Regions from separate parts of the Hordeum vulgare genome. Here region 1 is linked to region 2. Evidence: chromatin contacts called from public Hi-C data. All regions are on one chromosome and are shown on one strand. Each heading gives the region's core, a stretch centred on a gene start, on an enhancer-like site or on the middle of the called end of the contact. The rest is flanking DNA. Distances are from core to core; before and after follow the strand shown.

Region 1 (5,574 bases), core at 171-2,670, 500 kb after region 2:
CAAATGATGCTAAGTTTATAGCTTTAGCAAAATCCCCCGGGAATAAATGTATGTCAGTCTTTATATATCTGGAAATATTGAAAACGTTCAATATTGATATATCTTATCAAAGACACATATGGTCATATTATACCTGACACGGGACACAAGTCCATGTGAGATGGTGAAGTGATAATGGACATGAAGTTCCACATCTGAGTACCATCGGAGCACTCATGTATATTGCAAAGTAAGTCAGTCCTGACACTATTTTTTTGGCAATTTATTGAGAGTGCAATCCCCAATAAAAGGTATAATGGTTGGTGTAAGAAATATCTTCGGATATGTCCAAGACACAAACAGTCTTGATTAATTCCATTGAGATAATTAAGATGGGACCATGGTGTGATATCCTGATAGTGGCTGATAATCCGATCCCAACAATGCCATATCAAAAACTGGATTTAATGGAAGAGTATTCTGAGTGAAGCCTTCAGAATAGACTCTAAATGAGTCCTTCCTATAATCATTCGGCAATAACTATGTTTGAAGCATGACAAGATATACATGAGATTCATTGGAATCAAAGATCATTATCTACCAAGATAATATCACTTGTATTGCTTATGGGTTATATTTATCCTCGTGGATTACAGAAATGTAAGAGAATAATCTGCAAACAAATTATTGTGAGATTCACAATGTCTCTACCAACGTTTATATTCCAGAATCGCATTCGTGGAATTGGTATGAGACAACATTGATGTTTGCAAAATTCAGGGGAAGTAAAATCCCATGTTATAACCTGTTGGTGATCTTCGGATCATTCATATTGTACTCTTTTTCCCTTTATGAGTTTTCCAAGATGGTTTCTCATATAAGGTTTTTAACGAGATAATATAAATACAAGTGCGGATGTATGCCATATTGGTTTCTCCTTATATTTTTTCCACTGGGTTTTAAAGGAGTTTTCGATGGCATATTATTATAAGGTTTCTCCTCAATTTTTCCCACAAGATTTTTGAAGAAGTTTTCAGTTTTCAATATACAGATGATGAATTGATCAAGGGGGAGTGTTGAGAAATAAAACATGTGATCAATTGTATGGGAGGGATGCCTTCCAGGAGGTGTCTGTTGGGGAAAATGTGTCTTCTCAACACATCCCTTCATCTTGTATATAAGTGGGTCTCCCACATTGCAATAAAACTAGTGGATCATTTGGACTCTATGTCTCTTTGCATTCATTCTACAATCGATACACCGTGGTAGGAACACATGGGCCCACCCGACAGTCGCACGGCGATGGACACCAGCCGTCGCCGTCGCCGTTGCCGTAGGACGCATCGGTCGGATCGGATTCCGTTCCGTTCAAATTCAAAATTCCCTAGCCGGTGGCCGTGTGCGTCTCACAAAGGCCGGCCACTCCCTCTCTCTCCAAAAGGCCACGGAAAGACTTTGACCCTCCCCTTTGACCCGCGTCTCGCCCTCCGCGTAGGCACACACGAGAGAGGAAAAGGCGCGGCCGCCCATGGCGACGACGGAGGCGGGCAGCGCCGGCGCGGGCGCCGCCTACGAGGAGGAGCGCCGGAAGCGGATCCTCGACAACCTCAAGCACCTCGAGGTAGGCATTGGTACTCTCTCGCTCGGAAACGCCCAGCGAACCAGCACCAACCAATCCCCTTCCCTCCCCCCCTTTTCTTACGCGCAGTAGCAGATGCGCGAAAGATGAGGCATTTCGCGACGATGCTCGCTGCCGATTTGCCTCTGGATTCTTCGCCCTGGCCGGCTTGGGATTTTCTTTTAAAGAAAAAAAAACTAATTTCTTTGCCTCTTTCCCCCCTTTCCGCAGGATTTGGGAATATCCAAGATGGCCAAGAGTTTGATCCAGGCCACGAGACAGCCGGACAAGGTGCGCGCATCGCAGCAACTGTACTTTCAATCCGGGATCCAGTGTGTGTGTTAGGGGGTTTGAATCTGTGCGGTTGCCATCGGTTGATTCGATGTCCTTGTTTCTGCAGAGCGCTCGCGCCAGCCCAAAGCCCAGGAAGAAGTTCGATGCTAGCACTGAAGTCAGGCGCTCCTCCAGGGCCAGGACCACTGTCTCCTACAAGGATGATGTGAGTTCTCTTTAGGCTGTCCGCTTCGTGAGATTTGTTTACTTTCATTTCTGAAAATTGACAAAAATAATAATTGTACCCTACTTTGTTTGAAGGAGCGTATTATTGAATTCATGCTCCAACCAACTTATCTAAAAAATCAAACTGATGGAGAAAGAAAGACAATATGTTTCAACACTCCTCTTACGTCTAGGTTATTTTAGTCCTTAGACGTGGGATCGATGTACACCGCATAATCTTTTTGTTTTAATACTGTGTTGGTAGGGTCTTGAGCTCAAGACCTCTTTGCTTTGATACTAGTATATTAAATTCATGCTTCAACCAACTCATCCAAAAGTTCGAATTGATGAAGGAAGACGGGCAATATATTTCAACGCGTATATGCTTGTGAAAGTTGTTTCTGCCATTCTTGCAATCTGATGCATCGGTTGGGATGGGGTTTGTAATTGTATATCATCGGGGTCGCACTCCTTGGAAGCTCCGCTCTCGGGAGGGTCCAGAAAAAACGCATCTGACCCCATGTCGTCCCTAGGGCGGCTCGGGGGATCCATACCTGCTCCGCTGAGCGAAGCCCGCGCCGGAGGACAGCGGCGGCGGGGCTCTCCACGCGTGCGATTGCCTTAGCTTGTGGTGTGAGCCCGTGGTGGTGGGAGGCTCGTCCTCGGCGTCTTCGGCCGGCGTGGTGGCTGTCCGGCTTGGCGTCCTTGTCCTCTCGTGGGTGATGGTCTGCCGGCTGCTTGTGGCTGCCTCGACGCGATGGCGTCCCAAGGTGTCAGATCTGGCCACGGGGGGCTCGGCCCGATCTGGCCTGTCGTCTTCGGCCGACGGTGAGGTTGGTGGTCCTGGATGGTGATGGCGCTGTTGCCGCGTAGGAGGTGCTTGGGCCAGTTGGTTCGCAGGCCGGTGACGTTGGGGTTTCTCGTCTTCATCCGACAACGTGAGGGTGCGGAGGTACGGTGGCACCGAGCGAAAGCCAATGGCACGGCGTCTACGGATGTCGCTCTCCTCCCGGGGGCTGTCTTGGAGCTCTTTGGCCTCTTTCGCTCTCGGGTCACTTTCTTCGGGTGAAAGCCTAGGTCCTGCGGTGCAGGGATGGACGATGGCGTCGATTCACGCCGCTTCCCCTCCTGAGGGCGTCGTCTTGAAGATCATGATTTCCTGCGTCCTTTCCTGGTGCCGGACTTGCGCCGGCGTTGCGAGAGTTGCTGACTGAAGGGGCCCAGAGGTGGAGCGGTGCTACTTCTTACGCATTGACGACGTCGGATATCGGCGGCGTGGCGTTGTGGCGTCTCAGTGTCCGGTGCATGTAGACGGACTAGCGCGGGAGGATGGCGTTGTCTGCCGTCGTGGTGACGTTGACGGCAGGCCGGGCAAGGTCGATGCTTCAGTAACTGCTCTGAAGATGTTTCGGTGGAAGATGGCGGCGGCCGCCTTTGAGAGTGTGCCGAACCGGTGTGTGACCCAGACCCGACAATGTGGCTTGGTTGGGGCCTGCGGTTTTAGATGTTAGGCTTTGCTGTGAGGTCTGTTTGGTATTCGGCTCGGACTATTGGCACTCCTTCATCAAGTGGATAGGAGTAGCGACAAATGTTGTCAAGATGGTGGTTTCAGACTTACTGATATACTCCGTATTACTTTGTAAGGTTTTGTGAATAATTAATAAATTGGCTGCATGCATCGTCCAGGTGCAGAGGCCGGGGGTCTTCCTCCTTTTCTTAAAAAAAAAAACGTGTCTGCTACCGCAGTCATTATTGAAATACACGTGCTATATGAAGTTATATATTGATGTTCTGTTTCTAAATCTGTAGACAACAGCTGCAAATTCGAAAAAGATAAGTTTTTGCCAACTCCGAAGTTCATGGCAACCTGAAATGAGTAGTTTACAAAATGGTTCCTCACTGCGTTGATTTGTCTCCAGATGCTGTTTTAACTTTGTTTGGTACATCATGTGATCTGTTACTCGGTTAAGTTGAAGTGCAAGGAGGCCCTTTCATTTTGTTCATGAAGTGCTTTAATTTGTTTTTGGGTTGCCACGCTTATGTTGACACCAGGCTTTCATTTATTTGTTTTTGCAGTTTCCCGAACTCGATGATTTTGTGCGCCGCAGAAGGTAGTAGTTTCACTAACTTTGTTGATTAATCTTGGACATGGTTGTCCCCTTCTCAATTTAATTGGTTACTCTCCTTTGTTGATCAGGATAAGTAAAAGTTCAGACAATGGTAGGGGATACACTGGGAGAATTTCTTCTTACCAACAACAACAGCGTGCTTTTAAAAGAGCTGAGAAACTTCAAGATAGTCTAGACCCTGACAACCCGTCGTTTGTCAAGAACATGGTTAGGTCACATGTATCCAGCTGCTTTTGGCTTGTAAGATGCTGTCCCTGGATTTTGTTTAACTAATTTTGACACATATGCGTCATCAACTAATAGTCACGGTTACGAACTTTCCTTTACACAAGGGTCTCCCGTCTAGTTTCTGCAAAGATCATCTGCCTCCCAGAGAACATAAGATGGTGTTAGAGGATGAAGAGGGTGTTGAATTTGACGCTGTATACATCGGAAATCGAACAGGTCTGAGTGGTGGATGGAGAGGCTTCTCAATGCACCATGACTTGGAAGATGGGGATTCATTGGTCTTTGAATTAGCCGAGCCTGACAGATTTAAGGTACTAACTGTCTTTCTCTAGTTCCTCATTAATCTGGAACAGATAAACTTCCGTATTATAGCTGCAAAAACTCGCAATCTTGTCGCAACTTCCAATTAAGGTGGTCTTTCTTTGCGGGGACCCAATTAAGGAGCTCATGTAGAACTATACAAGTGAAAGCAAGATTATAAATTTCTGACATCATAAATTACGTTCGAGAGAGTGCATAATGTATAACACAAACAGGGGAAAATTGGTATGATACTGCTTGTTCTTATATATTACTCCCTCATTTTCTTTATAGAAGGCCACCTCATATTTTGTGCCTGTCTTTTCCATTGATTTGACCAACAAAATATAAGTTATATACCACAAAAGTATACCATTGACTCATCACCTTTGAAAGAAGTTCCAGTGGTATTCCTTTTAGTCAGATAACTCATATTTTGTTGGTGAAATCAATGGTCAAAGTTAGACCCAAAATTTGCGGTGTCTTGTATGAACAAAATGACGGAGGAGATTTTTATGACTCTTATCATCAAGCTGCGGCATCGTGCTGTATGTGTACTCAAAACAGTGATAAACATCAGGTCTAGCAATTTGTTCTCATGTGCATTCAGTTGCCTTTTTTGAGTTTCTTACATCTATAGCCCTTTCACATTTTTTTTTTTTTGCAGATTTACATTTTTAAAGCTATCGAGGATGCAAAAGAGGCCGAGCCCAATGGTAAGAATGCTGATATGGATACAGCTGACACTAATTCAGCGGAGGAAGTTCTTGACCAGATGGATTCACCTGTTTCTGAACCCCCTTCCAGCCCCGAGCCTCTAAA
Region 2 (5,817 bases), core at 341-2,840:
CAACTGGATTCAGCAAATAGGAATATAATACGAAACTACAAGGAGAGAGGTTAACAAAAAATCTGAGTCACAACCCCACAGACATAAAAGGGAGACTTAATGTCAGTTAACAACAACCATTGAATTCAACCAAACAGAGTAATTTGGCAACACAAAACTTATGGTGAGCACTGAGCAGTGTAATTTCAATAGCAGTTGCTGGTAGGAATGCAACAGGAAATGGAAGGCAAAATTGTTTCAGATGAAGCTAATATTATGTTGTTAGCTTCCAATTACATTTTTAAGAATACTGCTCAAACAATGGCAATGTGAAGTGGTAACAGTTAAAACAAAGAATTATCATCAACACTATAGTTATTCATGAAGTGATCAGACACAGAGGAAGGATAATACTATTGAGGAAAACAAGAATGGACCGGGCAATCACAAGATGATGAAAGGAAGATAGGGAACAATGTAAAACGAAGATCATTTTGCAAGCCTGCTAGAGGTGTAAAAACAGTCATGGTTTCCATTCTAGGGCCAGCCTACAGGGATTCCCATGAGTCTGGAGAGAGGTCTACTTAGATAAACTGATGAATGTAGCTGCCTAGATCATCATTCTTTAAAAGATAGGAGAAAGAAAGCTTGAGTAGTAAGTTTTTTTTCTCACTGGAGTAGACGACCAGAGGAAACTCTGCCAACCCCAAAGCCCAAAGTATCATTTCTCCCACCTCAAAGACCCAGTCAGATGACATTTCTTTCATCAAGAAGGAGCTTGGTGTGCTCCCATTTCCTAAACTAGCCTTACATTCAAATAACGCAAGAACCCAAGCTGTACCATCATTTCGGTAAGGAAAATAGGGCTACCATACAGCACCAACCAAATCAGAATTCAGTACAAGTCTAGCATATTGCAATCCAATTCTGTCAGGCATAACAGTGGCACGGCAGCATCAGGAAGTCGCCAATGATCTGCAAAGCACTACCAATCAAACACGACAATACAGCTACAGAGAAAAGCGCGAATTCCCACGAGACACTCCCAATTTTTAACCCCCCACAAAAACACCTCGTATCCAACAATAAAACAGGAGGCTATTCTGACCTAACACCAGCCCAAACCCTAGAATTCCATCACAGAGCCAAGCCCCCAGAAACCCACGAGGGGCCGCCGGCAGAAGATGGGGAGGGCCAGGGATCAGATCCGCACCTAGTTGGCGGCCGGCTTGTCGACGAGCTTCTTGTCACGGCGCTCCATGGCGACGTCCCACATGTCGTTCCCGATGTGCTTCGGCTGCATCCAACAAACCACGCGCCCGCCTCAGCACGAGAGAGATTCGGATCGGGATTCGGGAGGGAGGGGGGAATGGGGAAAGGGAGGGGGTACCCTGCCGTGCGCGGCCTTGTGGATGTAGTACTGGCCGTTGCCCATGATGCAGAGGAAGCCGCCGATGATGCCCAGCGGCAGCATGGCCTCCAGCCAGTGCAACCGGAACCGAGCCATCGGGAGCCGGACGGGGAGACGGCGGACGGATCGGGGACGGCGACGAGGAGCAGATTCGCGAGCTATCCGGCGGTTGGGGAAACTGGGGTCGCGAGGCCGAACGGGCGGCTCTGGAGTCTGGACTTGGTCTGAGTGGAGGAACGTTGGGCCAGTTGCATGGGCCGGGCTTTCCGGCTTCGACGGTCTTCGGATTGGATCCATGACCGAGTTTTTTCTTTTCTTTTTTACCAGAATGGGTCAGGATATCTTCTGATGAAAATTGGGTTTGGGTTAGTGGCGTCATAGAACAAAACAAGATCTGAAGAGCCGGAGTTCGAGTGATTAGTCAAAATCTGATCGGAGCTACCACGCACGCGTGGGGGTTTCGTGAACGGCGCTACATCCGGCATCGTCGGGATCTTTGGTCCCCTTACATCCTACGGGAGCATGGTTAATAATACAGCCAACAATCGGTTATAAAAAGTTGTCATGTCATATAAAATCAACCTAATAGCCGACATATACAATAGTAAGTTTTAGATGTGTACTACTTTATTAGTAGTTGACTCACCTTACAATCTCATAAAGTGTCTTGGGTCTCGTGTTGCAGACGGCTACTCATCAAGAGCCCGCTTATCTTCTCTCTCATCCAACTAAGCAAAAATAAAATATTCTAATCCTTATAGCTTGCTTATGTCACCTTATTGTACTTGCTCTTAACGATGTAAAGTGAGGGAACCTCGCATCTTTAAAGTTGTTAGGCTGGTTGTAACAGAAGTATTATATACTAGTATCTGATACTAATGAATGATACTACGTGTGTAATGCATACTCTCTCCGTCTCGGTTTACAAGTCATCTTAACAAAACCAAATAATTCCAAAACACTAGGCACGATGCATTAACTTTAATCTCGTTTCTTGTTTTTTGACTTGAATAAAGAAATCAACCAATAAGAGACGTGTGGCGTGTATGTTTTTAATGGCTTGAGACTAACTAGCACGACATGCATTGGTCAATTCATTGCATGTAATGGTATTAATTAGCAAGTTAACATTAATTTCTCTTGTTTTTCTTTCCGTCTTGGTTGCGGTGCACAACCTAAGATGACTTAGGCCTCTTCCAATGCATTGGTGCTTAGATGAGGTGCTAAGTATATTAAAAACCTTAACAACTAGTCTCCCCAATGCATAGGTGCTTAGCTTTTATTGGTAAGCTTTTTTCATGGAATTCTTTAATAATTAAACTTCTTCATGCATTGGTTGGTACTACCTCCATCCCGGTGTATAAATCATTCGCGTAGTTATAAGTTGACAATTTAACTATCTAAATATGTATCATATGTGACAAAAAATATATTTTTAAAAACTACATCCATGTAGAAATCTAGTGATATACTTTTTATGACATATAACATATATTTAATTTCTCAAATCGGTGACCTAGAACTACGCGAATGACTTATACACCGAGACGGAGGAAGTAGTGTTTTTACATAGGTTCACGCGTTTAGCATCGTTTTTTCCTGGGGTCACCATAATGCTCTCTCTCCTCTTTAATTGATTTGCCACATCATTGTTTTGTCTATGTGGCACGCTTAGCACCGATGCACTGGGAAGGGCCTTATAAACCGAGACGGAGTAGTATCATAGAATAGGTTATTTATTGCCATGCATGAGTAGTAGCACAATATTTAATATGATACGGTATCATAATATGATATTCAACCCTCTTTTTTTTATTTAATTCTATGTCACCCCATCAAAATCGATTAGTTCGCATGCATGATACTACCTATGATACTCTCATTACGACCAGCCTTATGTTTTTGTCAAACATCTAGTGATTTTCGTATTTTGTGAGAATAAAAGTACTCTTCATGTAATGAGGTTTAAGAGTTTTTTGTCCTCGTAGGTTCGATTATTCGGATCTGATGAATTTATGTTGGTTTTTTTTGTGGAGGTGAAATCTTTCATATTGTGACGATATCGTGATTCGATGGTCCGCACTTCTAGGCGATCTTCTCTAGCCCAAGTACTTTCATTGGTCAAGGCTTTTCATCTTTTTGAATGGGCAACTGAATGTCTTTTTAAAAATCACTATTGGTAATGTTTGTGCAGATGAAAGAGGGACGACATCGTTGTGCTAGTCTATTTACAGCCTCTTTACTAAAGTTTTTGGAGTATTTATTTTAACAGAGATTGATACCATGAAGAAGGTTTTCCAAAAGATTTCATTGTAATTCTTAGTTTTAAGTGTGACTTTGTAGTTTTTTTGGATCTGGATCTGGGATCCAACAGTATAGCTGTAATCGCTATGAGTATGAATAGAACTACATGTGTGTGTGTGTTTTTAAGATCTGAATTATGAAAGCAATCATAAGAATACGGTTCGGGAGCTATCCAGCGGTTTGGGAACTGGGCAGCTCTGGACTTGGTCTTCTGAGTGGAGAATGATGGGCCAGATGAATGGGCCGGGATTTCAGGCTCCGGTGGTCCAGAAATTGGATCCATGGCCGAGTTTTTTTTGTTACAAATGGGCCAGTTTTTTTTCTAATGTAAAACGGGTTCGGGTTGGCATCATTGAAGAAAATCTGAATGTGTTTTCCGCTAAGAAAATGTAAATGTTTTCATATAGTATCTCACAATAAGAATTATTAAAAGAATCATATAGTAGTACAATTTGCATGAAATGCTGACGGCCACTCCAAAGAATGCCAACCGGAGTTTGGGCAGTGCGTTGGTCGTGCTCATCAGCTCATGGAATCCCGCAGGGTTGCAAGTTGGGACTTGGAGCTGCTCCACTACTCCAGTGTGCTTTTCCATTACGCGAAACAAGATCATGGGAAAGGAGGAGGCCCGGATCCTGTTGGTGACAAGGGCTCCTGGATCCGTGCCGAAAGCCCCCAAAATATTGCTGCTTTGCACGAAACGAGAGCATGGAAAGCTAGCCCGGCCGGGGACGTGCGAGATGGATGGAGACGGCGCTTTTGTCCCGGGCCGGGAGCCCTTTTCCGCACCGGGCTGTGACAACAAGGTGCGTGGGCGAGGCGTATCTGCGGTAGTAGTATTTTCTGCTCATTTTCCTATCGTCGTACGAGGCTGACCTTCCACTCAGTATACACAGCGTTATCTAAACGGCTCGCTCTAAAAAAGAGCCTTTTAGGGCGCGCGAACATGAATAGAACGTTTCAGGAGACGCGTTAAAGTTGCTAGCACCGTATAGTTGGTATGCGGAGCCAAACACCATCTCGTGCTGGTTGTTTGGAGCGCCCACTTCCACGTGCTGAATAATGAACCGAACACGTGTGCGTGAGACCAACTGTCTCTCCGGCCACCCCGCTCGCTCCTTGCCTCGTCCCGCGCCGTCGTTGAAGAGATCGACCGATGGAGCGCGTTGACTGTTGGAAGGGAGAGAAGGATTGATGGAATAATTGTTTTATTGCTTGAGCCTCATGGATATATATACACGAGTACATGATCAATTTAGAGTATAAAACAAGCCAGAATGATTCCTAGTCTATCTTATGTTTCCTAACTAATCATGATACTCAACATCCCCCCGCAGTCACAACGGCAGGGACATAGGTGGAGAGACCGGAGAAGAATCCGAAGGTAAGCCGACGGTCATCCCCCCACAGTCGTAACGGTCGATGCATCGTGGAAGTTGTGGCTGGAGTGAAAACCGACGAGGTTGCTCAAACAAGGCGGTAGCCCTTTGTGCCGATGTCGAGGAAGACGAGAGGGTACGGTGGTGTAGCCGTGGTCGAGGTAGTCGTGAAAGAACGTCGTGGTCGATGTCGAGTCGGGGTAGCCGGTGTCGAGAAAGTCGCCGTGGAGCCATGGGCGCAAGGAGGCGCCGAGTTAGTCATGGGCGTAGTGGTGTCGAAGCAGTGGTGCGTCGGGAAGAAGACGTAGTTGACGACGCATAGCATCGGGTTTGCCAAGCCCAGGGACACATCGTGGACGAAGGCACTCATCGGTGTTGCCACCACCGCGCATGTGTAGACGGACGAAGTCGATGTTGACGATGCATCGCTCCAGGCTTGCCAGGCCTGGGAACACACCAGGGACGAAGGCATGCTTCCGTGTTGCCAGCACCGGGCATGCATAGACAGGGACCTGCACACAACATGTACGCCATGTCGAGGAGGCTAGATGAGAAGGACTCGACGACGGTTGCGGAGCAAATCGGTGGGGGCGAGGAAGCCCGCGGTGGTCGGAGTAGACGAACTGGTCAGGGAAGACGACGATGATGTTGGCGATGAGGTGGTGCTAGACGAAGATGAAGGCGGTGGACGGGGTGACGTGACTGGGTGAGCAAGCTGCAGCAGCGCAAAAGGAGAGCGGTGAG

Evidence for each region. A called contact is a pair of places that touch in the nucleus more often than the background predicts.
Region 1: a contact with region 2 is called in a Hi-C map of leaf, with 4 times the contacts expected there. The contact joins the promoter of LOC123444582 here to the promoter of LOC123444541 in region 2. A contact is called at or near these places in 4 of 6 Hi-C or Micro-C datasets (leaf and seedling) and 1 of 1 datasets of contacts at active chromatin or transcription factors (embryo).

The regions. Positions count from the first base shown.
Region 1 is chr1H:452,249,152-452,254,725 of MorexV3_pseudomolecules_assembly, forward strand. LOC123444582 (B3 domain-containing protein Os05g0481400) reads left to right here and starts at 1,421. Exons shown (of 7, transcript XM_045121362.1): 1 at 1,421-1,600; 2 at 1,829-1,888; 3 at 1,998-2,096; 4 at 4,172-4,206; 5 at 4,293-4,464; 6 at 4,557-4,763; 7 at 5,420-5,574. The coding sequence starts at 1,508.
Region 2 is chr1H:451,747,189-451,753,005 of MorexV3_pseudomolecules_assembly, forward strand. LOC123444541 (NADH dehydrogenase [ubiquinone] 1 alpha subcomplex subunit 1) reads right to left here and starts at 1,591. Exons shown (of 3, transcript XM_045121300.1): 1 at 1,370-1,591; 2 at 1,193-1,276. The coding sequence starts at 1,486. The coding sequence ends at 1,193.